Regions from separate parts of the Mus musculus genome. Here all the other regions are linked to region 1. Evidence: chromatin contacts called from public Hi-C, HiChIP or PLAC-seq and promoter capture Hi-C data. All regions are on one chromosome and are shown on one strand. The core of a region is the stretch at or near the end of the contact, and the rest is flanking DNA. Distances in the headings are between cores, read along the strand shown.

Region 1 (2,744 bases), core at 167-2,666:
AGCCTATCTTGGATGCCAGTGACAGTAGATCCTGTCTCCCAAAACGGACTTAGCAGAGTGAGACAACTCGGCTGACAAAGGTACTTGATCCCAAGCCTGGGGGCCTCAGTTCAATCCCTGCGGTCCACCAAAAAGAACAAAGAAATTCCTCCAATTTTAAAAGGTATTTTCATTGCCTAGAGTTGTAAAATATGCATATATGCCTGTATGCATATATGGTTATATGGTGGAAAGTTCTTAAATTATAATTATATATATATATATATATATATATATATATATATATATATACACACATATATACATATATATAATTCTTATCTGACAATAAGTTTCAAACTAAACAATTATGTTGACCTAATGATGGACCAAACAAAGAGATTACCACTTGATCTAGCTAAATTATTGAATTAAAATACTGGTTTTTTAAAAATTTGAGGAAAAATCACAAAGACTATAGACTTTTTCAAGTTCCTATAAAAAACTACTTCCTACATCCCTGCCCCCAAGGTTTTCTCCTCCCATTCTGTTAATAAAATTCTAACAGGAATCAGACGAGCTGTCATCACCAAGACATTAAGAAAATGACTATAGGCCAGGTGTGGTTTGAACCCCAGCACTCTAGAGCAGAGGGAGAAGCGGGGAAGGGGAAAGAGGAAAGAAAAGAGAGACAGTAGGGTGTGCTGAGGAAAATTACTATAATAGGAGGGCTTGGAGAGGGCACGTACAGCTTTTCATTATAATGGCTGTCAAGAAATGGGTCGAAACCTTGCATTTCTGCAAGCTCGAGGTCAGTCTGGTCAACAAGGTAAATTCCAGGCCAGTCGGGGTTACATACTGAGACCCTGTCTCCAAAAGGGGAAGAGGAAGCTATAACAGACAAGTACATGACATGCCTGTCATTGCTCACGCTGATGTCCAGGCTCAAGACCAGAATTACTCCAAGACATTTAGAATTTGACACTGACACTCTTTCTAAAGATTGTAGCTATGACGAACAACATCCCACCCACCCCCACCCACCCCCCCGTTTTCTCTGTCTTTCCACATGCCAACACTCTACATTCAGCGGGCCTCTAATAAACAAACAGCAGTTGTGGGGGAAAAAAATCAACAGTGTCCTGGAAAAAAACGCACTCGAGGATCCCCATAGTGTCCAAACTCTCACGAGCAAAACGTAGTTTATTTGAAGAGAAACTCCTCACGAACCAAACAAGTACTTGCACTTGCGGGTAAGACCACCGGAGTCTCACAAAGAAGGAGGCCGCCCCGGCACCGTGAAATTCGGGAAGAAAGGGCTACCGGGATCACACACGTTGGAAACGCAGAGCCTTCATCCCCATGCGGACTGAGGGATGGAGGCGGCCCAGGGGGAGGGGAGAAGAACGACTGGTCACGTGGAAGGCCCGTGATCACTGACCGCGAGGGCAGGACAGACAGCTCCGGTTCTTGCAGGCCATGAGGAGGTAACTATTTAAAATGTGTGCAGGCCTCCTTCCCTGGGGGAAAACCCGGTCTCCACGCTGCAGCGGCGCCTCCATCCCGGCATCCTCCGCGCGGACTAGCAAGCGCGCGGCAGCTAAACGTCACTCCCCGCCATCAACCTGGCGTTGCTATGGCAACACAGCTGCCCCAGCTATGTCGCTGCAACCCGCCCCTGCATCGCGGGTGTTCATGGAACTGGTTCCCTGGGCTGACCGGGGCCGGGAAAACCATCCGATCTCGGCCGCGGAGGCGCAGCCGATCGGCCGCCGACCCCACGTCGCGGAGGCCCACCCCGGAGCCCGTGAGGTCCACGTGAGCGGCGCGGCCGAGGTGTCCGCCAGCCCCGACCGAGCGCTGGTGACCGTGCGAGTGAGCAGCACCAAGGAGGTGTCGGCCGAGGCCAAGAAGAGTGTGTGTCGCCGCCTGGACTACATCACGCAGAGCCTCCAGCAGCAGGGGTTTCAGGTGAGACTTCCGAGACGGGGTGCAGAGCGGGTGACTCTGTACCTTTGGGGATGCTTTGTTACCGCAGGATCCATTCTAGGGCGCAATGGATGTTTGACCTTTCCTTCTAGAATCTAGATGAAAGCCGTTATGGGCCGCAGCGAACTTGAAATCAGGAATGCAGGTTGGGTAGGGTTTTTGTTTGTTTGTTTTTGTTTTTGTTTTGAGACAGGGTTTCTCTGTATAGCCCTGGCTGCCCTGGACTCACTTTGTAGACCAGGCTGGCCTCGAACTCAGAAATCCGCCTGCCTCTGCCTCCCCAGTGCTGGGATTAAAGGCGTGCGCCACCACGCCCGTGGTTGGGTAGGTTTTTATCTGGTGATGTTTGCTACAGTGGTTTTGTTATTAAGATTAGAGTGATGAAATGTTTTTTTGAAAAATTACATGTAAATGTTTGCATAAGTAGAATGTTGAACCTTCTCCTCCCCCCTCCCCCCACCCCCCCTCCCCATACACACACTTTGGTAGTTTTTATTCTGCATGTTGAAATAGGTCGGTGAGGAGCCTGAACTGCTTCCATCCAATCAAAGGTTTGTGTGGAGTGGCTCTTCAATGTACTTATTAGCATCTATTTATGGTTTATAATGATCGCCTACCCCAAATTTTCCACCTTTTTAGTTTTAACTTTTTTAAGTCAATGTATGTAGGTGTCATAGGTGAAATATTTCTACTTTCTAGACATGTCTGTGGAACAAATCACTAAATAGGTCGCACCTTAAGCCTCCCTCCTTTTAACGAATGGGGCAAAAATGTCC
Region 2 (2,744 bases), core at 143-2,642, 730 kb after region 1:
GGCCCGTAGTCTGTCTGTTAACAGCAAGGCGGATGGAGACTGCGTGCTCCGTCTCGTGGTGACCTTTTACTAGTGAGCACCTGGTTCTAAGAGATAATTAACAGAGATGAGATGATTAATAATTTACCCTTTGAATTCTGTTTCCATTTAAAAGAAAAAAAGTCATTCTGTTAATGAGATGAAGTCTCTGTATGAGGGTCAGAGGGCCTGGCAGAGTCCCATTGGCCCTCAGTGTTAACACCCAAATGTCTGGATGCTTGACCTGGCACCTGGGCAGTCTGACCTGTTTCTGGTCTGTCTGTGTAGCTTTCTCTCGCCATAAATACACCAGGCTTCTCCTCCACCCTGGCTGGTCCTGTGGTCCTCTCCACCTTGTCTGAGGACTCCCTATGTGACATGCAGTCCCATTCCCTTCGCTCTTCAAAGCATGGGGCAGGGCTGTTTCCCCACGCTCCCTTTGCCTCTCTCTTCTTGCTGTCCAAAGTGGGAGGGCTCTTCAATTTCAGCCTACCATGCCACCTGTAGGGTGGCTCTCAGGGCCTTCTGCCTGTGATTTATAGGAATTCTAATTTCTTCTGGGTCAGGGACTGGCCTGTATGCCTTTAGCTCTTGCAGATTTTCTAGTAGAGAATTTGGCATTTGAGTGGATACATTGAAATTGTTTCTGAAACACTCTATGTATGTATATAAAAAGCTAATCAAGAGTTTATGGACACTTCAGAAAACCAACAGGAATGAATTTGCAAATCGAGTTTGCTTTAAAACGTAAAAGCTTTGGGAACATGATTTGTTTCACTGCTTCTTAAGTAAGTGGCTTGAAGAATCTGTGTTAGGAAGACAGCTTATTGCATTATTCCTTCTTTTGAGTGTCAGTCTGCTGGGGTAAAGTTGGAGTCCTGGGAGGGAGGCACAGTTGACTCACTGCCCTTAGGCCTGCCTGTTCAGCTGCCCAGGAGGGTGCACTGGCTTATATAGGCAGAGTGTTCGGAGCTACTGCTGACTCGGAGTGGCGCCGAGAGCTGGCTGCTGCATTCGTAAGGGCAGATCTGTAGACTTGTAGGGCGCGGGTTTAGGCTAGTGTGGATAGGAAAGCCAGATTTTTACCCCTAAGTGGCCTCTTGAGAATGTCAGCGTGCTCTATCAGAGCATGTAAACGAAAGTCCTGCTTGTGCCAGAGCAGATTAGATCAGGTTGGTATATTTGGGTTCAGCTTACTGGGCTCAACAATAGAGAACATATGTGGTGTATTCGGAAAGATTTTTAAACTGAGAGTGTAAAGTAAAATCGAGTAATACAGAGCCTTTGCGGTTAGGTGAGTAAGCATGTGATGGAGAAAGCCTCAGTCTCTCTCCCCCTCCTGCAGAGTTGCTCCTTGACTCAGCGGCTGCCTTTCAACCTGCAAGACACTCCCTTTTTGTCTGGACGCAGTTCATTCAAACTTCCTCTTGTGTTTCTGACGCTGGGCTTGAGGTTCTTGGCTCCCGTCACTAGCTTCAGTAACTCTCCTCATAAGGTACATGCCTTCTGGCTGTCTTGGCCTTACAGCCCAGGGAGCCTTTGTACTAGACCTGATTGGAGAGGCCTTGGTTTTGCCCTTGAGTTTTTCTTTATTTCCTAGGGCGATAAATAGAACATCCTAGGAGCTTGGGGGGGGGGGTCCTGAGACATGGAGTTTTTCTTCCTTTCCCCATTCCCCACTGTCTCTGTCTCTGTCTGTCTGTCTCTGTCTGTCTGTCTGTCTGTCTCTCTCTCTCTTTTGTTGGTTTTAATTTGTCTACTATCAAAATGGGATGGAGAACTCTGAGGCTGAAGATGTAGAGAAGTTCTATGTAGAGACCAGAATTTAGAAGCACTTGCAAATCAAAGATGGTTATTATGTCTACCTGCAGTGCAGAGAGTAGCCTGCGGGCAGTTCCCGGGGAGATTTGAGCTGGCCAGCAGAGCTCCTGGAGGCACTTTGCTCTGGAATGAAACCTCCAGTGTCCAGCTGAAGTTGATGGTTGTCGGTTATCCTCGAGAAGTAACACTAGTTGGGTATGGTGGCCCTGGCCTCTGATGCTACCACCTAGAAGACTGAGGCAGGGGGATGGTGAGGCCAAGCCAGACGACTCCCTTCATGAGGAGGGAGGAAGGATCTGATGAGCTGATGGTGGCCAACCCACAACAGAAGCCTGGTCTACACAGTGCAGGGTTAGAACACTTCAGTGCATTACATTAATTTATGCCCTCTGTGGCAACGTGAGCATATCACAGCCTGCAATTACTGTATATAAAATATAATTATGAAAATGGCCTGCTGTCGTCCCCCCCCCCCCGCGTGATCTTTCAGCTGTAAATAGTTGTTAATCAGCTCTTCAGTCACTCCTCACAGTTACCAGTTGACTGATGGGGAGAGGTGGGAACAGCAAACTCCAGAAACAGGGCTGCAGAACCACACCTCAAGCCTTTTGAAGGTGCTGCCTCAGGCAGCAGTCTTACAGTCTGCTGTGGAAAAGACCGTCGTCAGCAGGATTTCCTCCCGATGGTGGGGTTTGACGATTTTAGCAGATTTTGCTGGAACAGCTCTTCCACACAGTATCCTCTAATTAACAGGAAGCACATGTATGAGTTGTATATAATTTGCGGAGAGAATCTCTCCAAATAGTGGCATCGTAAATTCATATTTTATGCCTGGCTGCCTTTTTTCTTCGGGAAGTAAACATGTAATCTTGATAGAAAACTTAAAGACAGTAAAGGCCAACCCA
Region 3 (2,744 bases), core at 146-2,645, 720 kb after region 1:
ATGAAGGGGCCACTGAGATGGCTCAGTGGGTAAAGACACTTGCTGCTAATCCTGACCCACACGGTAGAAGGAGAAAGTTGTCCCATGACCTCCACAAGTATGCTGTGCTAAATGGATCTACACAAACAAAAATATACATACATACATACATGCATACATACAAATAAAACTATTTAAGACATAAGCCACAGGAAAGGTTGGCAACTTGAAATATTAGTAAGTCTAAAAACCAAAGTCCTTCAAGCAACCATTTGTGCCAGAAACTTGCAAACGTGGGAGACTTCATCACACAATTTTCTTCTCTCTAGAATTAATTAGCAGCATTCCCTGAACGCTGCTAAAGTCCCTTGGTGAAATGAAGAAAGTAAATACAGTAGTGTGAGGGAAACTGGTTCACTTCCACAAAACTAGGAGTGGCTTGAGCCTTAGCCAAGCCAATACAACCTGCTAAAGCACTACTCGGAACCTATTAGCCACTTCATGAAAGCTTTCTCTTTAATGGTATCCTCCTGGGATACCGCGTTGGAATGCACAGCGATTTCGAAAAAGACACAGATTTGGCTCAACTGTAAATATCAGTAGGTGCACAGAGGCAAAGGCATTGTGCGGGGTAGGGGGTGGGGAGGGAGGGTTCTGATTCCCAATGTTGATAGGGGGATTTTCATTTCTATCAGTACTTATTCTTTTCTACTACAATTACAGTTTTGCAAAGAAAAATAAAATATCGGTCTTGTTCTCATTTGGCTTTCCAGTTTTCAGTGTCTTTAGAATAAAGTGAAAGCCTGTTTCATTTACCAAAGAGATTCCCTTTGCAAACTAGGCGTGGTGATGTATGCTTGTAATACCTGCTAGGGAGGGTGAAGTTGAGTTCCAGGCCAGCCTGGGCTACATAATAAAACCGCCTCCAGGAAAAATAACAACACTCCTCTTCAACAGTTTTTCAGGGTTGCAGGAGAAACAAAACACCAAAAGCTCAACCCACTGCCATGCCTGTCCAAGCCCGTGAACTGCCAAGGTCTCTGGGGCGAGCCTTTGCGTGTCTCTAAAACAGTGGGTCGCCTCAGCTCCATGGCTGTTTCTGATAGAGGATGCTCCACCCGTCTCCACCGCAAACAAAACCCAAGCTTGGACTATCCTCCACCCAACCCTTTGTCTTGTTTGCTGTGTTCTTGTAAACTGGCTTCCCGCCAATTAGCTTGTCCCGCTTCCGGGTCCTTCCTAAACCACCTGCGTGTACGATTAATTCCCGTGAAGCAGGCGCCGGACAGAAGGAGCGCAGTGCCTGGTCACTCTGGGCGCCAAGGAAACTACAACTCCCGTCAGCCCCCGCGGCCGCCTGGCCCCACCCGCCTCTCGCTCAGCCCGCGGCGGAGGCGCTGGGCTTTCATCCGCGGAGCGGCGGGAGCCAGACGCGTCGCTGCGGTCTTCTCCGACGGTCGCACGGGAGTCGGCAGCTACCTCAGTCGCGTTAAACTTCTGTGACCGAGTCAGCGGCGATCCCTGACGCAGCGAGAGGATGGTGGTCCGCGTCTTCGTCGCCTCATGCTCAGGCTTCGTGGCGGTGAGCCGAGCGGGCGGGATCGCGGGAGACGCGCAGCGCGTGCGCCCGTAGGAGACGCGCGGGCAGGTGACCGCCGGGCTCGGACCCGGTGGACACGCAGGGGTCACACACCCCGCACTGGCAACTGGCGAGGGGACCCAAGGGAGCCAGTCCCCTGCCGCAGCTGTCGGCTCCAGGGGCCCTTTGCTGAGTTTAGAGGTTCCGGACTTGGGACACCCCGTCGGCTTATGTTTCCTATGGCAGTTTAGACTACTTTGATTTGCTGACCTGGCGTCTGGAGGAAACCCATTTTAAAAAATTGCTCTACATCCTCTCGTCCCCAGCAAGTCCTTTTTAGTTTTACACCTGAGCAAACCACACTTGTCCTGTTAGGTCGCAGTTAATTTATTTTCTTTGTTGTTTTTTAGCCTAGGGTGTTACAAATACTTTTACATATGGTCCTTCCCTTGTTCCTCCAGTGCTGTGGTAAATTTCATTTTAAGAATAAATTGTGTTTTCTATTTTTAGCTACTCTGTTTGTCGAGTGTTGACTTCTTTTAGGAATATTGTTCTTTAGAAGAAGTTAAATAACTAGAAATAGTGCACATGTATACTAAGACACATGTAATGCGCCTGTAGTGTGTCAGTTATGTTTCATGTGATTGCTAAGACTTGATTTCCTTAGCCAAGAGTTAAACTACATCTCCAAAAATCTACTTTGTCAGTTACTTAATCAGATATAGAAAAAAGTACAAGAATGATTGGTTTAAAGTTTAGGCTGGCTGGTTGCCTGCTCAGTAGGCAGACTGTCTTAGAATTTAAGTGGGTGGGGTAGAAGGCGGAATAAAATACTACTTGGAAAATCCCCGTAAACTACTGAAGCTCTTAACCCAATCTTTTTTGATACAAGGACACAATAGCTGGGAAAATGCTGGCCTACCTGTATGTGCAGGCATGTCCTGGTTCTCAAAAATCCTCCCTTTTTGTTATTGCTTAGTCATAGGTGCCTTTAAAAGATTTTTCCCTGTTAAAGCTGAGCCTCATGAAATGTACTATCTCCTAGATAGATTTATTGAAATGAATTCCTTACTATAGAGCTTTTGGTCTTTACCATGAACTTACCAGCTTCGGTAATTATTTCAAAAGGAGCTTACTGATTTCAGAAGCAGCAAGCTCCAATGTTGATCTTCAGTTGTGTTGGGAA
Region 4 (2,744 bases), core at 116-2,615, 610 kb after region 1:
TTACTTATATTTGATTATTTGTGTGCTTGTTTAGTTAGTAAGTTAGTTATGTGAGTGTTTTGTTGAACGCCTGTCTGTGTGCCATGGATACAGTTCCTGGTACCTAGAAGGGCCAGAAGACAGCGTAGGATTCCCTGGAACTGGAGTTACAGACAGTTGTGGGCTGCCATGTGGCTGCTGGGAATCAAACCTAGGGCCTGTGGGAGAGTAGTTAGTACTCTTAACGGTTGAATCAGCTCTCAAGCCCTAAGTTATGACTGTTGATCCCAAAGACATCTATCTAATCCTGAACGCACGGTTGAGCATCCATGTGTATGTGGTCAAGCCTACTCTGCTTGGGCCAAGAGTTAAGACCCTCAAACTTCGGGATTGAGATGTGCAGGCAGGAGCTGGTCCAGGACAGGAAACACGCGCACACACACACACACACACACACACACACAATTAATCAATCCTAAAAGAAAATTTACTTTCATAAAACCTTCCTCCACACCCCGCCCCCACCCCACTTACCCAAATATAGGTACAAATACCTCCGTAAAATTAATCCTCACAATGTGTCTACCATTCACTGCACTTCTCTGGAGGAAAAATACAGCCCCTAGCAACTTGTTACCAACCAAAAGATACCATTACGTATCAAGCCCATGAAGTGACTAAGAATTTACATTCAGGTGAACTGGTCACACAGGGAAACACTGTTCCCTTATTCAGCTAGCGCGAAACAAAAGGCATGTGCATCCACCCCAACTCAGTTCTGCCAACAGGTAGGTTTTGCTAACTACTTTCATTCGTTCCATTCCATCCCTCAATGATGTATAAAAATAATCCACAGCCTGGACCAAAGTGTCTCTCCCCTTTAACGACAGTGTTAACAATAATATCCTAGACTGTTCCAGAGTCTCTGAAAGGCTCCGCGCGCCCTCCTTTCCCATCCCGATCTACACCAGTCTCCAGGGGTTTCTTTCTGGTAACTTCGTTCTTCTTTGGATCCGTCTGCACATGCTTTCCTTCTGCTTTAGGGGGCTAACAAATCCCAGTCTCTCAACTTTCTCTTCCTTCTCTCCAAAGCATCCGCCGATCAGCCCCGCCTCGCCCCGCCCCATCACGTCCATCCCCCCCCCCCCCCCCCCCCGGCCGCAGACCTCCTCTCTCATCCGAGGCCCGCCCCTCACCCTCCAAGCTGGCACCTCCTGCTCCTGCCTGGATCATCGGCCGATCCCCGAGTCCGACCGACAGCTACGGTCCGAGACCTAGAGTACCCGGACGCTGCAGACTGCGGTTGCGGGGAGTTTGAACTCACTCACTGTAGGGACCACGGCTGCGGGCGGCGGCTCGGCGGCTTCGGCTCCTGGGCAACGGAGCAGAAGCCCAGCTTGCACCGCGGGAGGACCGGCCTCCGCCTCCCCCAGTTCCCATTGGTTACTGGACTCCATACGTTCATTTCTATTGGTTATTGTGGCATCGGAAGGCGGGATGGCGAGGAGAGAGGCATCAACCATTGGTGGGCCGGTGAGGCGGGGAACCGCGACCCGCGAGGACAGTTGCACGGAGCCCAGCACCCAGGACAGACCGAAAGAATGCCAACCCTTCTCATAGAGGGACGCCGGCTCCAGAAAGGGTCTGTGGACAAAACCCTTGGAAACCGGCCCTATTTTTTTCTGAATATTTTGGATTTCGTTATAAAGAAATCAATGTACTTTTCTGGTTCCGCTGAAATTGATGTGTAGGAGGGTGTGGACTTGATATTTTCATGATACTGCTGCCTGGGTTCTGGACTTTCTTGAGATAACACATCTTGAATATGGCTTGCGCATGATTTTTAAGTTCTGAAGGAAATCTGGGGCTAAAGGATAATGAGAACACGTTTGTTCTCGTTATGTTTTCAAAGAATTGTTTTTAAAGGAAATATTCTGAAGTGCATGACAGTGGGCTAAGGGCAGCTAGATGGCTAATTTTTCTTTTAAACTTGACAGTGCACACTAAGCAGTATTAATTGCAGTAGGTAAAGAAGCTATAAAGAAAATCTTTTCCACGGGGGCTCTGACGCTCTCTGAGCTTCTCATCCAGACCGTTTAATAAGACTGTTCAGTTCCCGATTGAAGCCTGCTGTCATTTATACTCCAGAAAATAGATTCAGGGGGTAGTAAGCGGTGAGATCAGGATAGAACCACATGGCTATTAACTTCCAAATCTAGCATCTTTAGAGCATTTCTCTAACAGGGTAATAGCATTACTGGCAAGTCAAAAAAGTATCTAAAATTTTAGAAATCTCCCAAACAAAATACCTAATTGTGTATAACATTTTCAGTGTCCTTATTACACCACACAGTGTTACTCTATCAGAGATAACAATTACTTTATTTGACCTTGAAAAAAAATAACCAAAATAATTTATAGTTCCTCAAAGCCAGTTTTACCAAATTGATGTTTTAAAGATTTGTCCCAAGTGTGATGATAACTTCACCTTTCTACATGGCATGACTTTGATCTGCCATTTTTATTAGGACTTCAGTTTTCTGATTATACCATTTCACTTCACTGTGTACTACACAGGTTACAGCTTTCCAGGAAAAAAGAACTGAAGCTACCAAACCACATTTTAATATTTTTACTAATTGAAACTATTTAACTGCATTAAATATTTAACTGCCGTTTGTAAAGATTGTGTTTGGGGATGAATCCTAATCACAGTTGGGCACTCTGGGTTTGTATTCTAGTCTCACAGGAATTCCTGTTACTAC
Region 5 (2,744 bases), core at 124-2,623, 560 kb after region 1:
TTCAGTCCAGAAACGCAGATATTGCTTCCGCCAGTTTACAAGGCTGAGCACTGCGATCTAGGCAGATGCGCACATGAGATGCTCAGTGTTTGCAGACAGAATGAGTGCAGTATTTATAGACGAGCGAGCTTTAAAGGCTCTGGGTGAAACGCCTGTGGGCTTAAGCCCTGGCTCTACCTCTCATTAACAGCAGGATGAAAAGTGCATTCTTTAAATATTTTTAAGTCCTAGTGTCCTTGTCAACGTACTTCTTTAAAATAGGACACCTGGATGGTTCATTTCAAATGTAGAGACAAAGTATGTACTCACCAACTCCATGTCTCTGATTACCAGGTGATTTTGCTCTTGAGGCTTTTCTTAGATAATTTACAGCACAAATTCTGTCAAATTCTATTCAATACAAAATTCCTAAATTCACTATGAAATCCACATTAAAAATATCTTGGCTTTAACATGTTCTGTATAAGGGTGAGTTCAAAGGGCACAGTATACCTGAATAAAATTATTTATGAAGCTCATCAATATGTATAACTGCTATCTGTCAAATAAAAATGTTTTCAAGAGGTACTCATTGGTTAAGAGGCACTGGATGCTCTGCCAGGCGACCTAGGTTTGATTCCTAGCCCCACAAAGCTCACACCTGCCTGGAACTCCAGCTCTAGATGAACCTATGCCCTCTTCTGGTGTCTAAGGGCACCAGATGGTCACATGGTGCATCAACAAACAGACAAAGCAACAGTATATAAAATAGATATTTTTAAATGTTTCTTTAAAAAACGGAAATGTATGTCCTTCTATTTGTGTAGATTTGAAGTTTTTATCAAGGTGTTTGTACGGTCACATGCTTTCTGAGGACCCTGGAAGGGTTCTGGTTGAGCTCCTGTCTTGCTTGTGGTGATCCATTACAGTCCTCAGTATCCCTTGGGTTGTGAACATAAGGATAGTCTTTCTCCATCATCACATGGCATCCTCCATCACACTAGGAAAAAGTGGTTGTGGGGGGCGTGTATAGGGGAGAACTTAGGGGGGAAGGAAGAGGAACTGGATGAAAACACATATATGCATCTATGAAATTCTCAAACAATATTCTTTTTTTAGAAAGGACATCAGTGTTTGCTTGAACAGCTGTGAGTCGTTTAGACGAGCCCAACCACCACGGTGAGGAAGGTACCAAGAAGCTTACAGACATCACAGCAACACAAAACAAGCTAGCTTAGACTGGACAGTAGTCTATAGTGCTTCCCTTTGCACCTGTTACAGAAGCATCCTCAGGAAGTCAGCAGGAAGAGTTTAGTTGCACGTGGGGATTTTGTGACTCAGCTTAGGGGCTGTGGAGAACAAGAAAGTGCTGCAAGTCTTTTCATGTTATCCTATGTTCTGAACCACAGATGGCACTGGTCCAGAGAGTCCTGTAAGAGGGTGACAGAGTGAGATCTGTGGTGCTGACAGGGGAAACGGGGATCACTGGAGCAAGACACAGCCAGGAAACAGACAGGCAGAAGCCCTCAGAGCAAGCAGCTCTTCCGATGGGTCGGTAGAAGGAGAGGTTTGTTTCATCTCATCTCCGTTTCCCAGTGGCTGGTGTCTGCCGAGGCCACAGGGAATATCTTCAAGTGTCTTCAACACCACTTGGAAAATTTAACAGAGGCAAAATGATTAGTGATCAAGCCTTTCAGAGTAAAAGAATGGCTTTTCTTCCCCCCAAAATCTTCAAAAATCAAACACCTTTCCTATTAATAGGAAGATAGGAGGGACCTGTGACTTCATTAACTGTAGAATTGAGGTATCATTTTTGAGGCTTTGAGTAAAAATGAGGAATTCTTTTTTAACTTTTGATCCATTCTTTGTGAATTTTATATCATGCAGCCCAATCCCACCCATCTCCTTGTCTCCTTCCCTGCCCTCTGCCCTTGTACCTCCCCCAAAGGAAAAAAATCTTGTTGTAGAAGCTGTAGTATGTCCCTGTGACCTATAGTATACCCTTTTGTCCACACTTCTTTGCTTTCAAACATTTACTGCAATGAATCACTGGTCTAGTTCAAGGTCTCTGGCTTTTGCTACACTATCAATACTGGACCCTCATTCAGACTTATCTTGATATCCTGCTGTCACCTTATGTCATGGAGCTCCTGCAGCCTTGGACCTGTAGGACCAGCCCCTTCACACACTCCAGCAATTCATATTTGGGGTAGATGTTGGGGTGAGTACATTCAAAGCCCTACATGTGGGTGTAGGTGGCATGTGAACTGGTCAGCCCACCAGCACTCCCACACCCACACCACCAGGACACCAGCACTCCAGCCGATAGCTTACCCAATGCAGCAGCTGCCAAGAGACAGAGCCAGCTCTCCCACTTCCATGCCCTTGGGCCAGCTCACCTGCACCCAAGACAGTAGAGCCAGCTGTGCGGTGAGGGATAGAGTCAGTTCTCCTGCCTGCCATAGGTGATGAGGGGCAAGGGGTGGGGTGAGGAGGGCATCTCTCCCTCACCCATGACACCACAGGGCAGACAAGCTGTGAAGCCACCTTGTACATGCTCGCCCACTGACAGCCAGCTCATGCCCTTGTCACCAGCTCTATTGTGCTGCCCAAGTGAGGTGCAGGGCCTCTCTCCCGAGTACTGCAGCGGGTGAGGGATAGGGCCAGCTCTCCTGCTCTCCTGAGGAATTATTTTTAAGGAAACCACTTTAAAGGTACAAGCTAATGAACCCATTTTAGTTTATTACAACCCTTTTTCAACTCAT

Evidence for each region. HiChIP or PLAC-seq counts read pairs in DNA pulled down with a chosen protein or histone mark. A called contact is a pair of places that touch in the nucleus more often than the background predicts. Capture Hi-C pulls out chosen DNA fragments and counts their contacts.
Region 2: an H3K4me3 HiChIP or PLAC-seq map of bone marrow-derived macrophages shows a contact between it and region 1, with 7 times the contacts expected there. The contact joins the enhancer-like site here to the promoter of Irak1bp1 in region 1. A contact is called at or near these places in 4 of 39 promoter capture datasets (the C10 cell line, liver and pre-B cells), 1 of 15 datasets of contacts at CTCF or cohesin (pro-B cells) and 3 of 115 datasets of contacts at active chromatin or transcription factors (bone marrow-derived macrophages, embryonic forebrain and large pre-B cells).
Region 3: a contact with region 1 is called in a Hi-C map of muscle stem cells, with 1.9 times the contacts expected there. The contact joins the promoter of Sh3bgrl2 here to the promoter of Irak1bp1 in region 1. A contact is called at or near these places in 6 of 39 promoter capture datasets (the C10 cell line, hippocampal neurons, liver and 1 more), 1 of 484 Hi-C or Micro-C datasets (muscle stem cells) and 3 of 115 datasets of contacts at active chromatin or transcription factors (astrocytes, bone marrow-derived macrophages and stem cell-derived neural progenitor cells).
Region 4: a promoter capture Hi-C map of liver shows a contact between it and region 1, with 2.5 times the contacts expected there. The contact joins the promoter of Lca5 here to the promoter of Irak1bp1 in region 1. A contact is called at or near these places in 3 of 39 promoter capture datasets (the C10 cell line and pre-B cells), 6 of 484 Hi-C or Micro-C datasets (CD4 T cells, muscle stem cells, natural killer cells and 2 more), 5 of 115 datasets of contacts at active chromatin or transcription factors (astrocytes, cardiomyocytes, embryonic forebrain and 2 more) and 2 of 9 other capture datasets (adipose tissue and liver).
Region 5: a contact with region 1 is called in a CTCF HiChIP or PLAC-seq map of pro-B cells, with 11 times the contacts expected there. The contact joins the enhancer-like site here to the promoter of Irak1bp1 in region 1. A contact is called at or near these places in 2 of 39 promoter capture datasets (the C10 cell line and pre-B cells), 1 of 15 datasets of contacts at CTCF or cohesin (pro-B cells), 4 of 115 datasets of contacts at active chromatin or transcription factors (astrocytes, bone marrow-derived macrophages, large pre-B cells and 1 more) and 2 of 9 other capture datasets (adipose tissue and liver).

What each region holds. Positions count from the first base shown.
Region 1 is chr9:82,828,390-82,831,133 of GRCm38.p6, forward strand. Irak1bp1 (interleukin-1 receptor-associated kinase 1 binding protein 1) reads left to right here and starts at 1,417. Exons shown (of 4, transcript NM_022986.4): 1 at 1,417-1,950. The coding sequence starts at 1,639.
Region 2 is chr9:83,562,964-83,565,707 of GRCm38.p6, forward strand. The region is part of intron 1 of Sh3bgrl2 (SH3 domain binding glutamic acid-rich protein like 2); the gene reads left to right. Among named protein-coding and RNA genes, the nearest start is that of Gm39384, 8.8 kb to the right of the region's middle. Within about 2 kb of position 1,393, at least 104 of the 459 cell types and tissues checked have an H3K27ac peak or open chromatin away from gene starts, as enhancers often do. A contact at or near this core is called in bone marrow-derived macrophages, where this site is marked.
Region 3 is chr9:83,546,943-83,549,686 of GRCm38.p6, forward strand. It overlaps Sh3bgrl2 (SH3 domain binding glutamic acid-rich protein like 2), which reads left to right and starts at 1,396. Exons shown (of 4, transcript NM_172507.5): 1 at 1,396-1,561. The coding sequence starts at 1,517.
Region 4 is chr9:83,439,734-83,442,477 of GRCm38.p6, forward strand. It overlaps Lca5 (Leber congenital amaurosis 5 (human)), which reads right to left and starts at 1,366. Exons shown (of 8, transcript NM_027448.2): 1 at 1,176-1,366. All of the region lies in intron 1 of Gm2087 (predicted gene 2087), which reads left to right.
Region 5 is chr9:83,384,093-83,386,836 of GRCm38.p6, forward strand. No RefSeq gene overlaps it. Among named protein-coding and RNA genes, the nearest start is that of Gm46123, 34 kb to the left of the region's middle. Within about 2 kb of position 1,374, at least 19 of the 459 cell types and tissues checked have an H3K27ac peak or open chromatin away from gene starts, as enhancers often do. A contact at or near this core is called in pre-B cells and pro-B cells, where this site is marked.